2 separate regions of the Mus musculus genome follow, and region 2 is linked to region 1. Evidence: chromatin contacts called from public Hi-C data. All regions are on one chromosome and are shown on one strand. Each heading gives the region's core, a stretch centred on a gene start, on an enhancer-like site or on the middle of the called end of the contact. The rest is flanking DNA. Distances are from core to core; before and after follow the strand shown.

The links. A called contact is a pair of places that touch in the nucleus more often than the background predicts.
Region 2: a contact with region 1 is called in a Hi-C map of liver, with 3 times the contacts expected there. The contact joins two enhancer-like sites. A contact is called at or near these places in 6 of 484 Hi-C or Micro-C datasets (the HPC-7 cell line, liver and nephron progenitors), 2 of 115 datasets of contacts at active chromatin or transcription factors (both in embryonic stem cells) and 2 of 9 other capture datasets (adipose tissue and pancreatic islet).

Annotation. Positions count from the first base shown.
Region 1 is chr4:108,128,951-108,133,177 of GRCm38.p6, reverse strand. It overlaps a transcript of Scp2 not described here. Among named protein-coding and RNA genes, the nearest start is that of Scp2, 13 kb to the right of the region's middle. Within about 2 kb of position 2,412, at least 3 of the 459 cell types and tissues checked have an H3K27ac peak or open chromatin away from gene starts, as enhancers often do. A contact at or near this core is called in liver, where this site is marked.
Region 2 is chr4:108,231,098-108,235,324 of GRCm38.p6, reverse strand. Zyg11b (zyg-ll family member B, cell cycle regulator) reads left to right here. Exons shown (of 14, transcript NM_001033634.3): 14 at 1-4,227. Among named protein-coding and RNA genes, the nearest start is that of Zyg11a, 15 kb to the right of the region's middle. Within about 2 kb of position 1,899, at least 6 of the 459 cell types and tissues checked have an H3K27ac peak or open chromatin away from gene starts, as enhancers often do. A contact at or near this core is called in liver, where this site is marked.

The DNA.
Region 1 (4,227 bases), core at 1,163-3,662:
ATAATATTTTTTATCGATTCTTTGGGAATTTCACATCATGAACCCCAATCTCATTCATTCCCCAGTTTTCTATGTCCACCCCCACCTGTGTAACATTCCCTGCAAAAGAAAACAAAAACAGGGCTGGAGAGATGGCTCAGGGGTTAAGAGCACTGACTGTTCTTCCAGAGGACTTGAGTTCAAATCCCAGCAACCACATGGTAGCTCACAACCATCTGTAATGAGATCTAATGTCCTCTTCTGGTGTGTCTGAAGACAGCTACAGTGTACTTATATAGAATAAATAAATAAATGAATGAATGAATGAATGAATGAATAAATAAATAAATAAATCTTAAGAAAAAGAAAACAAAAGCAAAACAAAACTATATCACTAACCCCTCTGGGCAATGACCTGTCCTCTATCAACCCCAGCCTCCTCTCATGCCAGTCACAGGCCACTCAGCTTCTCCATCTTTCCAGCCTCTCTCACATATGAAGTGTTGGAGTCCATCAAAAGACCCTCACTCACAAAGACCACAGAGACCACCATTGCTGCAAACCACAAGAGGTTTTTATTGATCCAATGTGTTGGGGACCCTCCTCTCAGCACCCAGGCCAGAGGAGAGACCCAGAACAAACAAAGGATACACTTTGTATACCTTGTAAGGGGCAGATTTAGGCAACAGGGCTAGCTGGCTTATTCTCATTGGTGTAGCAAGTAACCCTTTCAGGCATTGGTTGGTTTGCATAGGGTGACTAAGTAACCCTTTGGCCTAGTCTCTCACTCTGCCTGCCCCCATGGTTGGTTATTATGATTTTATCAGCAAAGCAGCAGTAGATCTTGAACTTATGGGTCAGTTATTAATGTCACAGCTATTAACATCACAGGGAGTTCTAGCAAGGTCAGGGTGGTTTGTGTTTTTTTTTTGTTTGTTTGTTTGTTTTTTGTTTTTGTCAGAATTCAGTGTGGGGCAGGGTAGGGGAATTTCTCTGGGAACTGCTAATCTTGTTATGGTTATTTTTCTGAGAACAGTTCATTTTGTTTTGGCAGTTGTAGACTTAGTCATTTTGACCACTATGTTTCTGAAAGTCCCTTCAGAGGGGGAGGGGCTAGGTGGTCTTGAACTTATTTTGGATTCTACAGAAGTACTAGCATTGGAAGCTTCAGTCTGTCACACAGTATATCCTTTTACTCAAACAGCTTTATTTGCAAATGTTCATTGCAGTGAGTCACTGGTTTGGTTCAAGGCCTCTGGTTTCTGCCACACCATCAGCACTGGACATTTGATGAGACTCCTCTTGAATATCCTGCTGTTTCCTAAAACCATAGAGACCCTTCAGCTATGGTTAGACAGGACCAGCCATTTTGAGCACTCCAGCACCTTATTATATATGAGATAGTGCCATGGACCACCCCAGTCGGGTATGGGGGTCCCTGGAATGAAGGTCCTTGAAGCTAGGTGGGTAAGGATTTGGCAGTGACAAACAGAAACAAACACAGAGGCAGTTTGAATCTGAGTGTATTCTGCAGATCTCAAGCAGGGGGTTTTATACATTAAAAAACCAAACATTACATCTCTTAGACACTATAGCCAGTGAAACAATCACAGATACCAACAAAAATCATTTGGCAGAGTAAAGCACAAAAATCATCCAAGCATTACAACTCTTAAACTATGCATTCAGTGAATCACAAACAGAACAGATAACATCATTATAAATCATCAAAATATAACAATTCTAAAAGGATGTATTCAATGGGGGCTGTCATCCAAGGCTAGTGGCATATTTCCAGGAGCAGGTTAATAAATTTTTAATGGTCAGAGCTCTTAACCACTGAACTAACTTTCCAGCCCCATGGTCAATTATTATTTAATATCTATTGCCTGATTTTTTATAATCTTCAATGTATTAATTTAAACGATTTTAATTCTTTCATAATAGTTTTGTAAATGATTTAGAAAGTAAAGCATTGGTTTCCCCGGGGATTAGGTCATGTTAGCGGCCCCATCTCTAGGGATGGTTTCTTACCCATTATTATCGCTTAAGATCTTGGCCTAGGCTACCAGGAACATGTAAATAAGAAAAGGAATAAGAGAAAATAAAACAGATTGATTGCCATAAGAACTATGGCTCAATATTTTTTCTCCAACGAAGAGTTTCACAACTCTTCCAGGAGGCCTCCCCCTTTTGAGGTCAATCCCCTCAGTCTGTGGAACTTGTCACACAGATCCTACTGGAGGTGGTGTGGCAAGATAGATATAAGGATAGGCCAACTCAAAGCTAGCTCTGGATTTGGGCCTGGGTGGTAGCTGAGTTTGTCAGCTGACACCTCTGTCACCAGGAGCAAGGGATGGGACCAGCTCAACACAGCCCTTAGGCATCAACATGGCTTCTGGCGGCATCCCATACCACAGACATCTTCATGACCTTTGGTAGTGACTTGGCCACAGATATCAGCACAGGCTGTTGTAACTGGACCACTGACCCACTCATGCTACATGGAGCTCAGGCGTCATCATGACCTCACACCATTTCCATCAACACACCCCTCCCCCACACCAGGCAGCAAAGCCCGAGGACATTACCATGTCAGCAGTCAGCAGCACAGACCACTTATGTGTTGCAGAATGTTTGATCACATTGTGAACCTGTTTGATCACATTGTGTCTACTGAAAAACCCTGTTTCTAGTTGTGGCACACCTTTAATCCCTCTGGCTGGAATACAGATATGCATGCCCTTTGTACACACTGTTAATCCCAAATAATGAAGGTAAAGTTAGTTTGTAGAAGAACCCAGGTTTGAAAGTGATGTCTAATTGAGTGGCAGACAAAGTGACGAATCAGAGAAAGATTTGACAGAATAGGATCAGCCCAGCTCTCATGAGAAGAGAGAGGAAAGGGAAGCTACTGAAAAAATGCAGTGCAGAAAGAAAAAGGGAGGGAGTTTTACTGGGACAGTTGTACAGAGACAAGTTGCAGAGAGAACAAGCTAGACAGAGGTGAAGACAGAACAAGACAGAGAAGGAGAAGGAGCCAGAAGATTAGAACATATTGCCAATGTTAGTATGAGGCTGTGATGGTTTGTATCTGCTTGGCCTAGGAAATGGCACTATTTGGAGCTGTGGCCTTGTTGGAGCAGGTGTGTCACTATGGGTGTGGGCTTTAAGACCTTCATGCTAGCTGCCTGAAAGTCAGTATTCTAGCAGCCTTCAGATGAAGATGTAGGAGTCTCAGCTCCTACTGTACCATGCCTGCTTAGATGCTGCCATGTTCCTGCCTTAATGAAAATGGACTGAATCTCTGAACCTATAAGCCAGCCTATATTAAATGTTGTCCTTAAAAGAGTTGCCTTGGTCATGGTATCTGTTCACAGCAGTAAAGACAGAGACCCTAAGCAGAGACCAAGCAGAGCAATTCAGAAGCTGAGAGAGAGAAAGAGAAAGAGAGAGGAGAGAGAGAGAGGGAGAGAGAGAGAGAGAGAGAAAGAAAGAGAGAGAGAGAGAGAGAGAGAGAGAGAGAGAGAGAGAGAGAGCGAGCGCAGATGGAATCAGTCAATCAGTCATCATCCTGGAGAGGAGTTTGAGCCAGAACAGCTGAGTTGAACCAGCCAGCTAGAGTTCAGAAAGAACAAGAGAGGGTGATCTTATTCAGCAACAAACCTCAGAAGCTGAAAACATTCTAGGCCTAGATAAGATTGTACAGAGGCTAAGCTTCCAGGACTAGGTCTAGGTTTCTAGGTTAGCAGGTGGAGGCAGTATGCTTCTGAGGTGATATTTCATACAAGTGAATAAAAGCTGCTATTTCACCTACATCAACATAGATTTTGAGTTTTATCTTGGTCTGGGACAGCAGCATGGAGCACCAACACCAACATGGGTGGCACCACAGACCATGATGATCCAGAAAGTGAACCTTTTCTCAGTCCAGCCCCCATAGGTGCCCAGAGCCAGGGTAATCCAAGACTGGTCAGTGTGCTTGGGGGCTGAGTCTGCATAAGCTCCAGGCTGCTGTACACCTCCCTGAGGGTCAGCCTCAGCCCCCTCTCTCCCCTGTCACCGCCATCACACATTCACTTCTCTCTCCATAGAGCATGCGCCATTCTGTTTTTCCATCTCCCCATCCTCTCCATCACAGAGTTCATCATCAGAGTGGTGTCTGCCTGCCCAGTGTCCATAAAAATCTTAATTAGAAAAAATGCTATGTGTGAGTCATTCTTCTGAATGTATGCCTGTGCACCACTT
Region 2 (4,227 bases), core at 650-3,149, 100 kb before region 1:
GAGTTGGGGTGTGGCTCAGTGGTAGAGTATGTTCTTGGAATGTAGGAATTGAATACCCAGCACCACACACAACAAAAAGTTGAATGTTTCTTCTGTTCAAATATGTGTATCTGTCAGGCATAAATGGCTCATGCCTGCAATCTCAACACTCAGGAAACTGAGCAGGAGTAGTGCTGTGAGTTTGAGGCCAGCCTGGGTTAGAGTGACATGTAGTGGATCCTCATTATGTGTTCATGTTAGAAAAAGCTCAAGAGAAGAGTGGGCTACTGCTGCGGCTGCGGCTGGATGGCTACCTGTGGAGTCGGCTGAATAAAAGGAAATGGTTTTGATCGGTTAGTTTTTAGGCAGTTGCCTTTCCTATAAGATAATTGATATATGAAGAATCAGTTATCATCCTATGAACCCGGGAGGCAGCAAGTTAGCAACAAACTTAAATTCCACTATAATTTTAAGTTGGGAATAATTCAGATTTATAATCCAGTAATAGCAAGGATGAGACAGAAGGAACTACAGTTGGAGACCACAGAGTTGCAAGCCAGCCTGGGCTACATGGGAAAGACCCTTTCTCACGAAACAAAACAAATATTTTAAGGGGGTCTTGGTGGCACTTGCCCTTAATTCAAAACACTAAGGAACAGGTGGCTTTCAGGGCCAGCATGGACTAGACAGCAAGAGCCCATCTCAAAACAAACCAGGATGCTCACATCTTGTTTTGTAAATAGGTTTAATCTGAAATCTCTTCTGACCACATTCATACATGTCTCAAATGTTTTCCGTAGTTTTAAAGTAAGTCAGGAATGTTTCAGTTTAGAAAGGAGCTAGATTAAGCTGTGCATCTGAGTGTGCACCTGTACCCTAGTGCATAGAAGACAAAGGTGAGAGGAATATGAGTTCTGAACCAGCCTGGACTATAAAGAGTGACCAGCAAGCTTATTGCTAGTATGCTTTTACCATGTCTGACTCATGTTTCATACTACTGTCACACTCCTTGGACTTGAATGTTTCAGGCTTCCTTTATAAGGACAAATACTGAATCAAACTGAAAGAAAACAGACACATAGAATTATCAAAAAGCCATATAAAACTATGGTTTATTTCTTACTTCATTGGTTCAAGGAATTTTAAGAGCTATACGATACATTTTTACCCAAGATGGTTGCTCAGATTCACCACTGGAGACAAGATTGCCATTCTGAGACTAGCCTGGGCTACCTAGTGATGCTTGTCTCAGCAGCCTCCATCTCAAAAGATGTCTTTTTCATAGTTAAACACATTTGGAAAAAAGAAAATTCTTTCAAAGGAGTAGTTTTTGCTTTTTGTTGACATTTCCCCCTCAATTTTAACGTCTAAGACAAAGTTCTGATAATATGATGTAGTCTACAATAACTAGCAAGCTTGTGGTGTTGATTTGCCAAGCTTACAAAGTACACTTGTGAAATAGTTGAGAACTTTGGCTCCAAGTGTCATGACCAAAGTACATGTGCTATAGGCTATTGCTAACCTTTTACAAAGTTTCAGAAAAATAAGTCAGGTGTGGTAGAGTTCACCTGTAATCCCAGTATTAGCAGCTGCGTAGCAAATTCAGAACCAACGTTTGGTTACCTGATATCCTATCTGGAGAAGCAGAACCAGACAGAAATGGTCAAAAGGTCTACAGAGTGATTGAGAATAACCTGATACATGAAGGCTCAAAACCAATTCAATTTATATTCTCCAGGCCAGTCAGGGCTAGATTGCCCCAAAACAAACAAACAAACAAAACTTAAAAACAAAAGCCCACAAACTCAAAGTGACAGATTGTATCCCAAGTAAATCAAGCTATTAGTGCCCGTGTTTTATTTTTGTTTTTGAGTCTCACCATGTGTAGACCCAAGGCTGTAGTCTATATTGATCTCATTCAGTTGACATTCCTGAGTGAGTGGTAGGATTCCACACATGTGCTACCATGTCTGGCTAAGGGATAGCTCTTGCTTTGTTTTGTTTGTTTTTGTTTTTCCAGACAGGGTTTTTCTGTGTAGTCCTGGCTGTCCTAGAACTCCCTCTGTAAACTAGGCTGGCCTCAAACTCAGAGCTTCCAGAGTGCTGGGATTAAAGCTAAAATGTAGTAAATACATATGTGTATTTATAAATTACGAATGTCCAGCCAGCTTCTACAGGCCTCCCATTTGTAATTGGTTGGTACTTCCAAAGCCACTGGCCTAGTGGTGTGCTTTCAGGCATAGTTTAGACTGACCTGAATGGCCTTGTTGAACTAACTCATCAGTATGCTCAGACACCAGCCATAGGGTCAGGAGTAGCAAGACTTGGATCTGCTGGAAGAAACACATGCACAAGGACCCAGGTTCAGTTCCTGCCAGAGAGGAAACAGAATTATGAGACTTTGTAAGACTGGAGTCGAATAAAGCAAAATATAGATATCAAAGCATCTGGGTTTTGTGTACTGAATATGTTTTTGCCATGGTCTCTGTACTCTGAAGTTTGTTTTCCTTCTGGGTTGAGAGTGCAACTCAGCTCAGTACTGGAGGGAAGCACACCGATTTCAACTCCTACTATCAGAAAAGGAAAAGATGATATTTAATGTTTTCTTTTTTAAGTTATCAATAAAACCATAAATCAAGAATAGGGGCTGGGCGGTGGTGGCACACACCTTTAATTCCAGCACTTGGGAGGCAGAGGCAGCTATATATCTCTGTGAGTTCAAGGTCTGGTCTACATAGCTCTAGGAAGCCAGGGCTATATAGAGAGACCTTGTCTCCAAAACAAAACAACACCAATCATAAAAATCCATTTAATAAAGTTCTCTTACTAATGAGTCCTTTTAGGCTGGTCTCTGGTCAATTTTTGACTTTTTTCCTTTGTCTCATGGAATCAGAGCTAGCTTAAAACTCTCAACCATCCTGCCTACGTCCCTCAGCACACCCCTTGCTTAGCTTTTTAGTCCCTTCGTTGTGGTGGTTTGAAATTACAGGTGTGTTAGGATAATACTGGTTTGTCTTTGATGCTCTTTGACCATAGGTTCCCCCCTTGGTACGTGCTGATGAAAACATTTAATGTGCCAAATTGGGATAAATTAAGGAACAGTAAATTTGGCTCAGTTTTTGGTTGTTTGACTTTGTTCTGTGAGACAGGCTCTTTTGTAGCCCAAGCTGGTCTCAAGCTCACTGTGTATCTGAGGATGACTTGCTACTCTGCCTGCCTCCCCAGGCCATGCTGGGATCACAGTCATGGCCACTATCCCCAGATACTTTTTGCCTTTTTTGAGATAGGATCTTGATATATATTCCATGCTGGCCTTAGACCTCTGAGTGCTGAGATTATGGGAATGCACTAAGCCAGGTTTGCTCCATGTTTCAAAATGCATCCTCCTCCTCCCCCAAGCTCAGAACAATATATAACCATATTCAAAGTTGAAAATAGGAGAAGAGGGGACAGAAATGAGCCATTTTGTAATGGTAACCTGCAATCTGTCTCCTCTCCAATGGCACATTTTTATCAGTTGGTTACTGTGGGACTTTAATTGGGTTTTAAACAGTGTTAATAAGCTAAAGGCATAGATTAAGTGCCTTCTCTTAGCTGATGTGGGCTCCTCCAGTTCTACCTACATACTTATGTTGAGAGAGTGTTTGGGTCAGATCTGCTCTGAGACTGCTTCCCAAGAGGTTTGCAAACTGTTTTCCTTCATAAACCCTGTGTAGTGACTTCAGATGACCTCGTTTATCTCATGGATATTGGATGTTTAGTCCTTGTCATTTGCTATGTGTTGACACAGTTTTAATTTTCAGTGTTTACTCAAAAGTTTTCATTTTAGTAATGATGCAAACCCCACCAGTGATAGGAATAAGAGTATGGTAGAGAAGTTTGCATTGGTTTTTAGGCTCATCACGGCGTGTGTTCCCTAGGATCTCATGGACTTTGCATGATGTGGCACACTATGGCAAATGCAGTTGTTTGTTTCCAAGACTTAACCCAAGACACTGATGACTAATAGCCTAAGAAAAAGAACTTTCTCCCGCCTTTCCACTGATCTACTTTTTAAAAAAATTAATTATGCAAAACTGAATGCAGTTTCTTACTACTGTGCTGACAGGGTGCCTCTTTAGGACACAGCCTAGCTGACAGATCAGTGACAAGTAAAAATATGCCAGCAGTTTAGTAGCTTATGCTTGTGACCCTAATGTGCCAGTAGTGGGCCAGGGAGGCCCTGACTTCTACACCATCTTGGGCTAC